3 separate regions of the Sus scrofa genome follow, and all the other regions are linked to region 3. A link is a contact called in public promoter capture Hi-C data. All regions are on one chromosome and are shown on one strand. The core of a region is the stretch at or near the end of the contact, and the rest is flanking DNA. Distances in the headings are between cores, read along the strand shown. Region 1 holds the start of SEC14L2 (SEC14 like lipid binding 2). Region 2 holds the start of OSM (oncostatin-M). Region 3 holds the start of NIPSNAP1 (protein NipSnap homolog 1).

Region 1 (4,353 bases), core at 938-3,437, 740 kb before region 3:
GGAATTATGGCCTAGACAAGTCACTCTTCCTGTCTAGACCTCTGTGTTCTCATCCAGTAAACAACTGAGTGGACCCAGACTACACCTGAGATCCCTTCTGTACTGTAGTCTGACCCACAGCTCCCCGCTTTTCTGTACCCCATGTAGCCACTCGTCTTGTAGGCACAGATGCTCTCTGTCCAACCTAAGTCCTTAAGGTGTGTCCTCGTCTAATGCTTCCCTGCATCCCCAGTCCAGCAGGGCCTCTCCACACAGGAGGCTCCCTGTGAATGTGGATGACACTGTTGAAATGTCCCCAAATGTATCACATCGTTTCCCAGGATCTTTCCAACTGCCAAAGAGGAAGGAAAGAGAGGATTGTAGGGGCCTCAGGCTTGCTCTCCAGCCTTTGTTCAGTAAGAGAATCAGCTGTCCTCATCTCTGAGTTCAAAGCTAGGGAAGCACAGAATCTGAGCTCATAGACACCAGCGGCACCCAAATACCTGCCCAACAATAGGGTGGCCCCAGACAAAGACCCCACTGGCGACCAGATACAGGAGAGAAATAACAGTAATGTAGTCTGTTTTTTATGAAGCTGAATTTTATTCAATTTAAAGGACTGCCTTTTATTCTGAGATCATGCCGCCCCTATAGTTTTGGGGTTAATTATGACAATAATGGATGATATGTTTTTTTCTAAAACCTTACTTGGACAAATTAAAATTTGGAAACATAGGTCAGGCCCTAAAACTGAAATTTCACTGGTCTGGGAAATCCAAAATGTCTGGGCCTTGGCCCTGAAGCTGTGCTTAAAGTTCTGTGTGACATCCCAGCTTCTACCCAAATGCCTCCACTCTAAGTGACTCCTCTTCCTCCGTGCCAGTCCACTCACCTTTTCGGTCTGGCAGGCACACTCCCTCTGAATCAGCTCGCAGTCCCGCATCTTGGTCCTGAGCAGGTCCTGTTTGGTGGCTGAGAGGAGCAGACCCTTGGCATCCAGAGGTCCAATGACATCATACCAGACGGGACAGCCGTCCAGGTCATAGCCACACAGGCCCCCTGACAGATACTGCTGGATCACCTGAGCCAAGACAGAGAGGGAGCCCCTGGTCAGCAGGCCCAGGGCAGCCACACCCTCCCTGTGTCCATCTAGGACCTTCCCTTGGATTCGTCCTCCCGTGGATGCCAATGGATACCCACTCTGGGAACCAAGAGGGCTCACACGGCATTGTCAGACCTTTTCTTTGAGAGTCCCTGACCCGTGGACCCAGGACACAGATTATGGGCCTAACAGACCTAACCTAGGAGTGTGTGGGGGGGTCACCTGTCCTCACCTCTGGAGGCTGCCAGTTCAAGATGTTGTCGATGTCCTTCTGCTTTCGGAACTCCACATGCTGCAAACATACAATCAGAGCTCTCAAAAAGCAGAGTCAGGGAGTTCCCATCGTGGCGCAGTGGAGGCGAATCTGACTAGGAACCATGAGGTTGTGGGTTCGATCCTTGGCCTCACTCAGCAGGTCAAGGATCTGGCATTGCCGTGAGCTGTGGTGTAGGTCACAGACATGGTTCGGATCTGGTGTTGCTGTGGCTGTGGCATAGGCCGGCGGTTACAACTTTGATTAGACCCCTAGCCTGGGAACCTCCATATGCCGTGGGTGCAGCCCTAAAAAGACAAAAAAAGACCAAAAAAAAAAAAAAAGGCAGGGTTAGGAGTTCCCTGGTGGCCTAATGATTAAGGATAAGGCATGGTCACTGCTGTGACTTGGATTCAGTCCCTGGCCTGGGAACTTCTACATGCTGGGGGTGCAGTGTCCCCCCCCCACACCAAAAAAAAAGTAGGGCCAGTCCTTAATAGGCATCGAGCAATGGGTGACAGCATGCATCTCCAGACCACAGGTAAGTCATGAGAAGGCAACCAGCAGGAACAGAAAAGAAGGAACTGCCTCTTGCAGAGATCTCAGCAAAACAGCTTATAATTCTTGGCTGGCCAAAACTATGAAAGCTCTGTGTTTCCAGGGAAGGAAATGCACTTTGCTCCAAAGGATAAGGCAGTAGGGGTCAGCTAATACTCAGATGTCTCACATAAGCCACAGGCTATGATCAGGTGGAAAGAGGTGGACAAAAGTCCAAGCATGGTGTGACTCTCATGGGCGGGAATGGAGACAACAGTAGGATTTGGAGCCAAAAGGGTCTCACCTTCCGGAGCATGGCCTCGGACTTCTGCAGGTCGAAGCTCCTTGCTGTAACAGGGAAACATGGTCAGGGTTAGGCCAGCAGCCCAGGCACCAGGGACGGCGAGATTTCCCTGCTGCAGTGCTGGGGCCCCAGCTGACTCTCAGATAACCCCTCATGCAGAAGCTAAGAGGAGGATGTCCACCAAGGGCTTCAGGGGTAGCACAGCCCCTGGGCTTGCAGGGAGGGCAGGTCAAGGTTCAGGACAGATGGGGGCAGCGCTGCAAGTTCAGGGTCAAAAAATTTTACCCGATTGAAGGCAATCAGGTGAAGGGTCTTATCTCCACTCAGGGAAAGTGAACCCTGGACCCCCTTATCATTTAGCCTTCTCCTTCCACAAAGGTACTCTCCTCAGCTAAAATTCGGTCCTGAGAGCTTGACCCGAGGTTCAAAGATGAACACAGCTACCCTGTAATCTGGAGCAGGGCCAGCACAACATCCCAGTAGGACGGAGGGGTGACGTGCCTCCAGTCAACCCTGCCAATGTCCCCAGAGGACCCACGCATACCCTAGGAGACAGAGAAGGCCCTCCTCTTCCCAAGGTCTCTGGAAAGTCTAGGAATTAGAGTTCACCTGGGCCAACTCCATTTTAGGCACAAACCCCAGCCTGCTCTCCTGCTCCAGCTTGAACACAAAGACCTTCCTGCCCACCCAGGCCACCTGCTCCCAGACAATCCAAGCTGCCATCTGCCCTCAGCCCACATTGTTGTACTGGGCAGAGACCCTCTCCAGGAGGGGGTGGGGGGTGCTTCCTCAGCCACATGACAGCCTTTCCAACCCTGGAAAATTCTGTGCTGCTACTATCCCCTGCTACCATGCTGCCCATCCATGGATCCTTTCACCATCTTTCGCAGCTTGGTTTCAAGTCCATCAGCTTCCCTTTGGATGTCTTCCAGTTGGCCAGTGCCCCTCTGGAAGTGGGTGGTCCAGAGCACGGGTGTTGTCTCCCCTTCTCCAATTAAGCCTGAGAAGTTTCTTGGCAACAGCCACACCCTTAACTCAGGGAAGCTTACAGTCAGCTGAAACCTCCAAATCCTCTTCACCTGTGCTGCTGTGAAGCCTCTGCCCCATGTGCTGTGAGGTGATTTTCCGGATCTAACCCTATCAGGTTTCATCCTGCTGTGGTTAGGTGCATTTCAATCCTTTAAAGAGTTTCTGAGATCCAGAGGCTGGCCAGTTTTGCCATCTGACCTATGAACTGTCCCTCCCAGCTGTGCGTCCTCTGTGGCTCCGACCTTCATCCAGATTTGCTGACAGCCCTGGAACCTGGGCCAGACAGGCTGCCCTGTGAACTGTCACTGGTCCCTTCATCACTGCTCTCCAGGAGTGGCTGAGCACATTCCCTGACTCTGCTGTCATGAAATCCAATCGACTCTCCTGCACCCAAAGGGTGCATCAGGAGAGGGGACCAATGCCATGCCCGTCATGGGTGCTAGACACACATCTGAGGAAACGAGCAGCCTCCCTTTCTGGGAAGTTCTGACAGGCGTCCATCACACGCCATCCTGGCAGCAGGGGCAGCTTTCAGAGGAATATCACCTGGGCTTGCATCAGAGCCCTTCCACCTTCTCCCTGTTTAACCTTGGACAAGACACCGCGCATCTCTGGCCTGATATCCACTGAGCTGGAGACACTCGGAAAATGTGAGGTGCCACACCATCATGATGGGGGAGCCCAGCTGGACCTGAAGGTGGGAATCCTCTGGGGGGAGGCCACCCTGAACTGTTAGGAGTCCTCTTCCTCGGAAGCAGGGGTGCTCGTGAACCGTGAGCGCCTTCTCTCTGGGAGGCTCTCTTATCCGCTAGGGTCCCACATCCAGGTCTTTGAGGACACTCCCCAAGTTACCACTGCCCCGGGCAGTACCGGCCTGATGCCTCCCCCCAGGCCTGCTGAGTCAGGCCTGCCAGAGCTCCTGCCACCCTGGGCGGGGGCAGCCCAAAGAGTGGCTCAGGGCACTGCCAGAGAAGCTGGCCTGGGAGCGGCTGGCCTGGGTCCTCAGTCCTGGAAAACAAGGAGTTTCAGACCTGCCCAGCTGAGCTCACAGGGTTTCCACCAGCTCATTGTTCTATCTTCCATCTGACCCTCCTCGCTGGGGTGCCGAGAGCTCAGCCCCAGTTTGATCATCTGGCAGTGGAGATCTGT
Region 2 (4,017 bases), core at 219-2,718, 610 kb before region 3:
TTTGTCCCCTGCTAGATCCTCAGCAGATGGGAGTGGCCAGCCAAGAGCAGGGGCCCAATACAAGTTTGTTGATGGCATAAATGACTGCGTGGGTGTGTCTGCAGGGGGAGAGCTGGTGGGAACAGCCTTCATGGTGATGACTGGTGCTGGGGTGGGGATGGTGGGAGGGTGCCTGTCTCTTCTTCCAGCCACTTTGGCTTTCCTAGTGCAGGCCTCACCGGTCGCCCCCAGGGACCCCAGCCTGGCTCCTCAGCCTTTGATACCCTGTTCCCCACAGAACTCCTTGGGCACAGGCTAAGACCCTCGTCTAGGTCCGGTGGACGTGCTGAAGCTGCAGGCACGGTGTGCCAGCCCTCTGCCCCGTCATCTGCCCTCTCTGGCCTCAGTGTATCCTCCAGTGAAGCAGCAGGCTGCCTCTGGAGGCGCTGTCTCCAGGGCCCCTTCATTCTGACGCCTGCAAGAAGCAGAGGACCAACCCAAGATCACTATCTTTCAGAGAAAGTGAAACCTGGTCCCCAACCGTCACCGCGGCGACTCCCCTTCTCTGGCTTCCCCTCTGAGCTCACAGCTTCCCCATCTCCTCCGCCCCCCACCCCGCCTCCCGACAGCTCGTACTTGGAATCAGACTTTCATCTTTCCTTTTGCCTTCAAAGGGCTCTTGCCTTTTATGTCCATGATGGCAGCAGCCCTGTGAGGTGGCCAGGAAATGCTTTTCAAATCCTCATTTTACAGGTGGCGGGGATGGTGGGGGTCTCGAAGGCCCAGAGAAGTTAAGCGACTTGCCTTGGATCTCACAGCATGTCAGTGGGCTTGAACCTGATCTCCTGTTTCTCTTGCTCCAAGTGCCTGGTTCTCCCCAGAGGGTCCTGTCTGTGGAGAAGGGGCCTGTTGTGGGCGATGGTCTGGGGATGGCTGGTTGTGTGCAGGGTGCCTGTTGGGGGAGAGGAGGTGGCTGGGAGTCCTGCTGGGGGATGCAGGTCCTGGGGCCATAACCACAATCTCGGGGCTGCCAGCCTGGGTCTGGCTCTTTGCCCAGAGCCCGGTGGTTTCCGCTCACAGATGTCCCAACAGCCCTGGCGGGAGGGCGGGAAGGGCACTCAAGAAGGAAGATGTCTCGCTCCCCTCAGCCCCAAACCACAGTGGCCTGTGAGGCTGAAGGCTCCCGAGCCGGGACTTTGCATCAGGCCCTCCAGGGGCCTGCTGGTGGACTCTCCCCTCCATCCCGGGCACAGCCTCCTACAGTGGGCATGGACCCCCTTGCTCCCTGCTCACCCCATAAAAGGCTGAGGCTGCGGTTTGCATCATCCTTGGGCGTGGGGCTGACCTCGAAGAACGAATTCGAAGAAAACAGGAGGAGGAGCAGGCATGCCACCGCGCCCAGCGCCCATTGGCCGCCTGTGGAAACTTTGGTTTTTGGGGTCATGTTCCCAGAAGGCCTGCCCTCCCCCCTCCCCCTCCCCACCCACCTCACGAGGTGTTGGCCAATCACCCCGGCGGGCATAAAGTGGCTGCCAGCCCGCAGGGCTCCCAGCCGGGAGGTGTCACCCCCAGCAGGCACAGGCCGGAGCTCGGTCACCCAGCATGCGGGCACAGTGTATTCGGAGGACACTGCTCAGTGAGTACTTCCTTCCTTCCCGCCGGGACCTGCTTGCTGTGCTCATGGGCGCCAGTGGGGAGCAGGGCCAGCTGCTGTCCTCTGGGAACTGGGGAGGCTGGACACGGGGCAGAAAGATGCTAAGAAAGGGAAAGAGCCAGAGGATCAGGCAAAGAGAGGGGTCCACTGAGAACACAGCATCTTCACAGGGTGGAGAAGGGTATCCCTGGAGGACTTCCAGGGGTAGGTGATATAGAGTCGACTCTGGGAGCAAGGGTTATGAGGGAAGGGGATCACAGCGGGAGAAGCTAGGGAAGCAGGAGGGAGGTGGGAGAAGTGCTGGGGCAGTGGAGGAAGCTGCAGAAGCTGAGCAGGACTGTGGTGTATTGTCTGGAAGGGCTGCGGGGCTTCCTTCTGGCCCCAATTCACAGGCTCTGGGATGGATGGTCACTATCGGCCAGGCCCCGGGGGCCCTGGAGCCCACACAATCACACAGCACATATAGCCACACCCACAGGGTGACAGACACACAGAGCCACGTGATGTCTTCCGGAGCCCTCAATCTCACCAATCTGGGAACCCCCGCATGCAGCCCCGGGGCCCCTGTGGTGGATGGGACAAAACGGCCCAGCTGTTCCCTCGAGCCTCACACAGACCCAGACACACACCCATGCAGACACCCTGCTCCCACGCGCACTCTGCTCACATCAGCCGCCCTGCCCGAGCCCAGCAGCAGATACCTGGGGGGGAGGGTGGCGAGGGGTGTCTTGTGGTCGCCGTGCCTGGGGACCTAGCCCCTCAGTCTCCTAGCAGCATCTTCCCCAAGGGGCCACAGTTCTTAGGAAGGGAAGTGGTGTCACTGCCTTCCGGGCCATTGCGCCACAGGCCCTTCCGACCACGTGGCTGCCAGGGCTCAGTGGGTGGGTCGGGGGAGGTGGGGGGAGCCGTAATTACCCGCCCCCCAGAATATTCTGGCTCACAGCATCCCTGGTGGGCCTGACAGAAGTGGCCACTTAGGGGGAGAGGAGAGAGGTGTGAGAGGTCAGCGGATGCGCTGGCCTTGGGTGACCTGAGCAAGCCCTTCTCCTTCAGTGCCTTTGTTTTTAGTAAAATGGGGGCCTGGACTAGAAGGCCTCACTCATCCTTTCCAGATGGAAGCTTCAGATGGAAAGGCAGCTTTTCCTGGTTCTGCGGGCATAGATCAGAGTGCCAGGCTGCTCCTGAGCCGCAAAGCCTGCCAGAGTCTAACTGCATGACTGGCTGGGATCTGTTACAGGTGGGCCCAGGGGCCTGTGGCCATGGCTGTCCCTTAACCCAGAGGTTTTACGAAGAGCAGCCCACCAGGGCCCCCGGTGTCAGCTTGAGGTTGGCAGGCTTGACTCCAGCTGGGCTCACCAGTTCTTCTCAAAGGCCTACTTGGCGAATTGTAGCCACTGTTTCGGGGGCTGAACAGTGACTTGCTGGGAAGGTAGCGGGGGGCAGGGGCAGCAGGTGCTCCCGTGCAGGTGCAGTGCCCAGCACCGCTCTCAACGGCACAAAGGTGTGGACCATGGAGTTGTATCCTCCGAGGCCCTCTTGAGCGCCGTCCCCTCTGAAAGCTGCCCACATGTGGCTTCCTCCCCACAGTCAGGTAACCCATCCCCTCTCTGTCCCAGGTCTGGTCCTCGGACTCCTGTTCCTGAGCACGGCGGCCAAGGGCAAGTGCTCAGGCAAATACCACGAACTCCTCCGGCAGCTCCGGCATCAGGCAGACCACATGCGGGACACCAGCACACTCCTGGACCCCTATGTGAGCACCCGGCCCTTGGGGGGCATCTGAGTCTCAGAGAACTGGGGGGTTAGGGTAGGCGTGAGCCCCAGGGAGGACCCGCCCCAACCCCCGCTTAGCACGGGGCTGGTGGGGAGACCGAGTCCCCAGGTTTCTCCAGGGCCATGGCGAACAGTCCAGGCCTAACCCTGAGATGCCCAGGAGATCATGCAACATCCCCCACTCAGTGGGCCTGGAGTGTGAACCCCTCTTCATCGCCTCATTCATCCCTTTGCCCAGCGTGCTCGTTGCACACCCACCACGTGCCTTGTTCTAGGCACCAGGATGTTGCAGTGAAAAAAAGAGCCCCGCCTTCCGAAGCCCATGTCACCTCCTGTCACCTCCCCAGTGACATGCCCCATGCCACAATCACTGCCTGTGCGATCACTCCCTCCAGTCCCCCAGCATCCCTCCCACCCTGCCTGCAGTGGCCTGGGAATCCTCTTCCATTTCAAGCCTAATTTCAGGGTCTGTACAATGGGGGGATTGGACAGGGGCTGCACGAGGTCGAGCATTTCAAGGCTGAGCAGAGCTGACTGGTGTGTGTGTGTGTGTGTGTGTGTGTGTGTGTGTAGGGGTCCAGCGCTCACCCCTTGACTGTCCTTTCTCCCCAGAT
Region 3 (4,070 bases), core at 398-2,897:
ACCAGCCATACTGTTATCTTCATTGCATTTATTTTGATGGTTCTGCCTGCATATAACAGTTGATTTGGGTAATTTATCATAATGATGCACATTTTCCTTTTTAAATAAATCAAAGAATACATGTTCATTGTAGCAACTTTAGAAACATAAAAAGTTCAAGTCTCACTTCCTTAAAGAAGTTATTAACCCTTAAAAGTATATAGGACCTCAAATTTTCTTTCCCCCCCTCCCCATGATAAGTCCTCATAGCTCCCCATGCTTCTTCATACCCTCTATCACAATTGGCCAAAATACTTTTGTGTATATTTTTCACTTGTTCAGTACGTATTTAGTATGTCAGGCAGGAGAGGGCTGGGGAGGGGTAGGCCTAAGGTCTTTGCCCTGGAGGTCAGTACCAGTTCGATTTTTGTCTCCCCATCCAGGCCTTAAATTCCAAGAGGCTGGGGGCTTGTTGTTCTGATCACCCTGGTGTCTCAGATGAGAGCACAGGGCCTAGCCAGGTGGACTCAATATTAGCTGAAGGAGAAGTTCCAGTCATGGCTCAGTGGAAACGAATCTGATTAGCATCCATGAGGGCACAGATTTGATCCCTGGCCTTGCTCAGTGGGTTAAGGATCTGGCGTTGCCGTGAGCTGTAGTGTAGGTCAAAGACACTCAGTTCTGGCACTGCTGTGGCTGTGGTACAGGCCAGCAGCTACAGATCTGACTCAACCCCTAGCCTGGGAACCTCCATATGCTTTGGGTGCAGCCCTAAAAAGACAATAGCAACACAAAATTCCAAGAGGGCTGGGGGCTTGTCCTGACCACCTTTGGTGTCTCAGAGCTAAGCACAGGGCCTAGCCAGGTGGACTCAATATTAGCTGAAGGAAATCACAAAATTAAAGCCTCCCCTCACTCCTCCACCCTAAGCATACGAGAGGGAACTAGCATCAGAGGATAGACATTCTTCAAGTGTGGGCAAGCAGTCTATGCACATCATCTAGTCTCTCTAGAAGCTATTAGCCTCCCTAGCCCCTCTGTGGGGTCTGCAGGCTCTCTGCTCCTGCCATGTCTGTGACCTGGGGGATTGTGGGCTGAGAAGGGATTAGTTTGGAAGTCAAAGCCGAAGAAGGGCCTGAGGCCCCAGGAGGCCCAGACAGAGATGGTAGAGAAGGATGAAAGGGAAAAGGAGTTGATAGAGAGGAAGCGAGCCTGCAACCCAGAGCTTTGTCCGTCTGTCTTAAAGTGGTAGGGGGTTTGTTCCTTAGATAATGTGAGAAACGCTACCTTTGCACCCCTCTCCACAGGAAAACGCACCGGCACACATAACTGCATACGCTTTCAGTGGGCTTACCCTCTGCTGTTCAACCTTAAGTGCCCTCTTAAGAACCCCTAGTATTATTGTTCAATCTTCCTATTTCACCCAATTGGACTCTGAGGCCCAGAGTCGGCAGTGGGTTTGCTCAAGGTCACAGAGCAAGTCAGTAGCAGAGCTGCAGTGGCACAGAGGACGAAAACCCCAAATTTTGCCCAGTATCTGCATCATGGGATGGACAGGGACAACGCCCACCTGTCTGGGTGGAGATGGAGGCGGGCGAGCCGGTGGGGCGGGGCTTACTCACGTCCCGCCTCCGCTGCCGGGTTCGGGGGCGGGGCCTTCCTCCAACCTGCACAGCTCCAACATGGCTCCGCGTCTGTGCAGCATCTCTGCGGCGGCGCGGCGGCTACTGGGGGCCCAGGGCTTGGTGCCCGGGACACTGCGGCTGTGGCTGCGGCGCGGTACGAGCCGGGCAGGGGCGGCGCGCGTGGGGGGTGCAGGGGTTCGAGCCAGGGGCCGGGCGCGGGGGATGGGCAGAGACTCGGAGTTGTACTCTAGGGCTTAGAGGCGGGGGCAAAATCTAAGCCTGGGGAAGAGCTCTAGGCAAATGGTGGAGGTGGGAAAGGTATGCGCAGTTTCTTTGTCCTATTGGGTACCTGGCTCTGGGAGAGAATGAAAGATGGGGTGAATGTGAGGGGCAGGTCCGGGGCCATGGAGAGTGGGAGCGGGCGGCGGGCAGGAGGAGTGGCCCCTTCCCAGACCTTGCGGTGATTGTGAGAGAGCACGAGAGAGCACGCTTCTAGGAGAGGCAGCTCTTCCTTCGATAAGCAGTGGGAGATCTCCAAGGGCCATGGATGCCTAAACCTGAACAGTACAAGTGGAGCAAAGGAGGCTTGAGAAGGGATGGGAGTTGTCCAAGGTCACTCCCCCTGCGGTCCTGTGGCAGCACTGGGTCTGGACCCAGGCCTCCTGACACCCCCGTGCTCTTTGCACCACAACTGTTTTTGGCTTCCGGGGAGAGGGAGGCTGGCCGAGCCTGGGTTTTTGTTTGGTCCCCACTCTGTACTGAGGCAGGGCTGGGCCTCCCTGGCTGGCCCCTCCCTCTTCTGTATATACTTGTAGCCCAGTAGCCCTGTATATACTTCCTCCATTTCTGTTCTTATCACCCCATACACACTTGCCTGTCTCCCCCAATAGACCATCACCTTATTTTTCTGTCTCCCCAGTCCCTAGCATGGGGCTCAGGACAGTGTATGCTCAAGAACATTTGCCAAAGACATAAGGACGCCTGTCCCTCCACCTGTGGAAGTAGGGGTCTGTCCCTCCCACAGCCCAGGTGTGAAGTTGCAGAGTTCTGTTAGACCTTGCCGTGGGGTGTTAGCTGTGCAGTGGGGTTTTGGGGAGACTAGAAAGAAAAGCCAGGAATGTGCCTTCACTCTGACTGCCCAGTAATTGCGGAGAAAACTGACATCATGGAGAGAGCCTGGAGTTTGCCTGGCACCAGCAAATCTAACTTAACCTTTTTTTAGTGGGCCAACCTTGCATGAGTCATTTGGCCTCTGGAAGCCTCAGATTCTTCATCTGTAAAAATCGTGGTAAAGTAGGATGTATTGCATAGAGTTGTTGAGGATTAACAAGGCCATGTGTGTGAGGTACCCAGCCCAGGTGAACTTGCAACAGATGTTGCCACCTACACCTACATCTCAAGCATTTTATTCATGAGTCCCTGGTAATGTCAGGGCTAAAGGCGCTTTAGGGAGGTCATCTTCCACGAGCCGTTTGTTTTCCAGGTGAGGAAATTGAAGCTGGGGGCAGGACCTCACTTTCCCAGGGTTACACACTTGGTTGGTGGTAGAGCCATTTGTGTGATGACTGTCCAGAGGCCACAAAAGGAGCATGGGACATAGAAGCATCCTGCTGTTCCTCACTTATCCGCTCTGTAACCTTGGACAAGGTCCTGAACCTGTGATCCTTGTTTTCCTTCTCTGTAAAGTGGAGATGGTGATCCCTGCCAGGTGTTTTGCAGGATTGCTGTGAAAGCACTTGATTAATACTTATCAAGTCTCTCAAGGACTGTCTCGAAGTTACTTTCACCTTGGTCCCACCTTGGATGCCTGGGAACATCTCCTCTTGTCGACCTGGCCCTCAGTCTGCCCCATAGCTCTTTGCAGTCACTAGAGGGGGCCAGCAGCAGCCCTTCTGGCCTCTGAGCTTTGGGGGCTACTGAGGTACAGATACAGCATGAACTTTGAAATCAAATGGAACTGGATTGGAATCCTCTTGTCCGTTGATTAATTGTCCTTAAATAAGGCATAAGACATCCCTGAGTTTCATTTTTCTCAAGAAAAAAACAAACAAAAAACCATATTGTGAGGAGTTCCTGTCGTGGCTCAGTGGTTAATGAATCCAACTAGGAACCATGAGGTTTCGGGTTCGATTCCTGGCCTCGCTCAGTGGGTTAAGGATCCGGCGTTGCCATGAGCTGTGGTGTAGGTCGCAGACTCGGCTTGGATCTGCTGTGGCTGTGGCTGTGGTTGTAGGCCAGCACCTACAGCTCCGATTCGACCCCTAGTCTGGAAACCTCCATATGCCTTGGGTGCGGCCTTGGAAAAAGACAAAAAGACTAAAAAAAGGAGAAAAAAAAATTGTGAGGATCACTTCTTAGCACATAGTAGGTGCTCAATACACAGCAGTTATTACTGCTGCACTAGTAATCCTGTTGTTAACACAAGTTTAGTTCTTCTCATGTGTTTTCTTTTTTTCTTTTTTTTAG

What was found. Promoter capture Hi-C pulls out the DNA fragments that hold promoters and counts their contacts.
Region 1: a contact with region 3 is called in a promoter capture Hi-C map of fetal liver, with 3 times the contacts expected there. The contact joins the promoter of SEC14L2 here to the promoter of NIPSNAP1 in region 3. A contact is called at or near these places in 1 of 5 promoter capture datasets (fetal liver), 1 of 47 Hi-C or Micro-C datasets (liver) and 1 of 2 datasets of contacts at active chromatin or transcription factors (alveolar macrophages).
Region 2: a contact with region 3 is called in a promoter capture Hi-C map of fetal liver, with 4 times the contacts expected there. The contact joins the promoter of OSM here to the promoter of NIPSNAP1 in region 3. A contact is called at or near these places in 2 of 5 promoter capture datasets (fetal liver and fetal skeletal muscle) and 1 of 2 datasets of contacts at active chromatin or transcription factors (alveolar macrophages).

Annotation. Positions count from the first base shown.
Region 1 is chr14:47,374,705-47,379,057 of Sscrofa11.1, reverse strand. SEC14L2 (SEC14 like lipid binding 2) reads right to left here and starts at 2,187. Exons shown (of 10, transcript NM_001198918.1): 1 at 2,176-2,187; 2 at 1,314-1,373; 3 at 872-1,060. The coding sequence starts at 2,187.
Region 2 is chr14:47,244,287-47,248,303 of Sscrofa11.1, reverse strand. OSM (oncostatin-M) reads left to right here and starts at 1,468. Exons shown (of 3, transcript XM_001929161.4): 1 at 1,468-1,615; 2 at 3,250-3,383; 3 at 4,016-4,017. The coding sequence starts at 1,582. It overlaps LOC110256683 (a long non-coding RNA gene), which reads right to left and starts at 2,729. Exons shown (of 4, transcript XR_002338554.1): 1 at 2,335-2,729; 2 at 1,467-1,712; 3 at 1,273-1,395; 4 at 1-931.
Region 3 is chr14:46,639,030-46,643,099 of Sscrofa11.1, reverse strand. It overlaps NIPSNAP1 (protein NipSnap homolog 1), which reads left to right and starts at 1,647. Exons shown (of 11, transcript XM_005670786.3): 1 at 1,647-1,704; 2 at 1,707-1,758. The coding sequence starts at 1,662.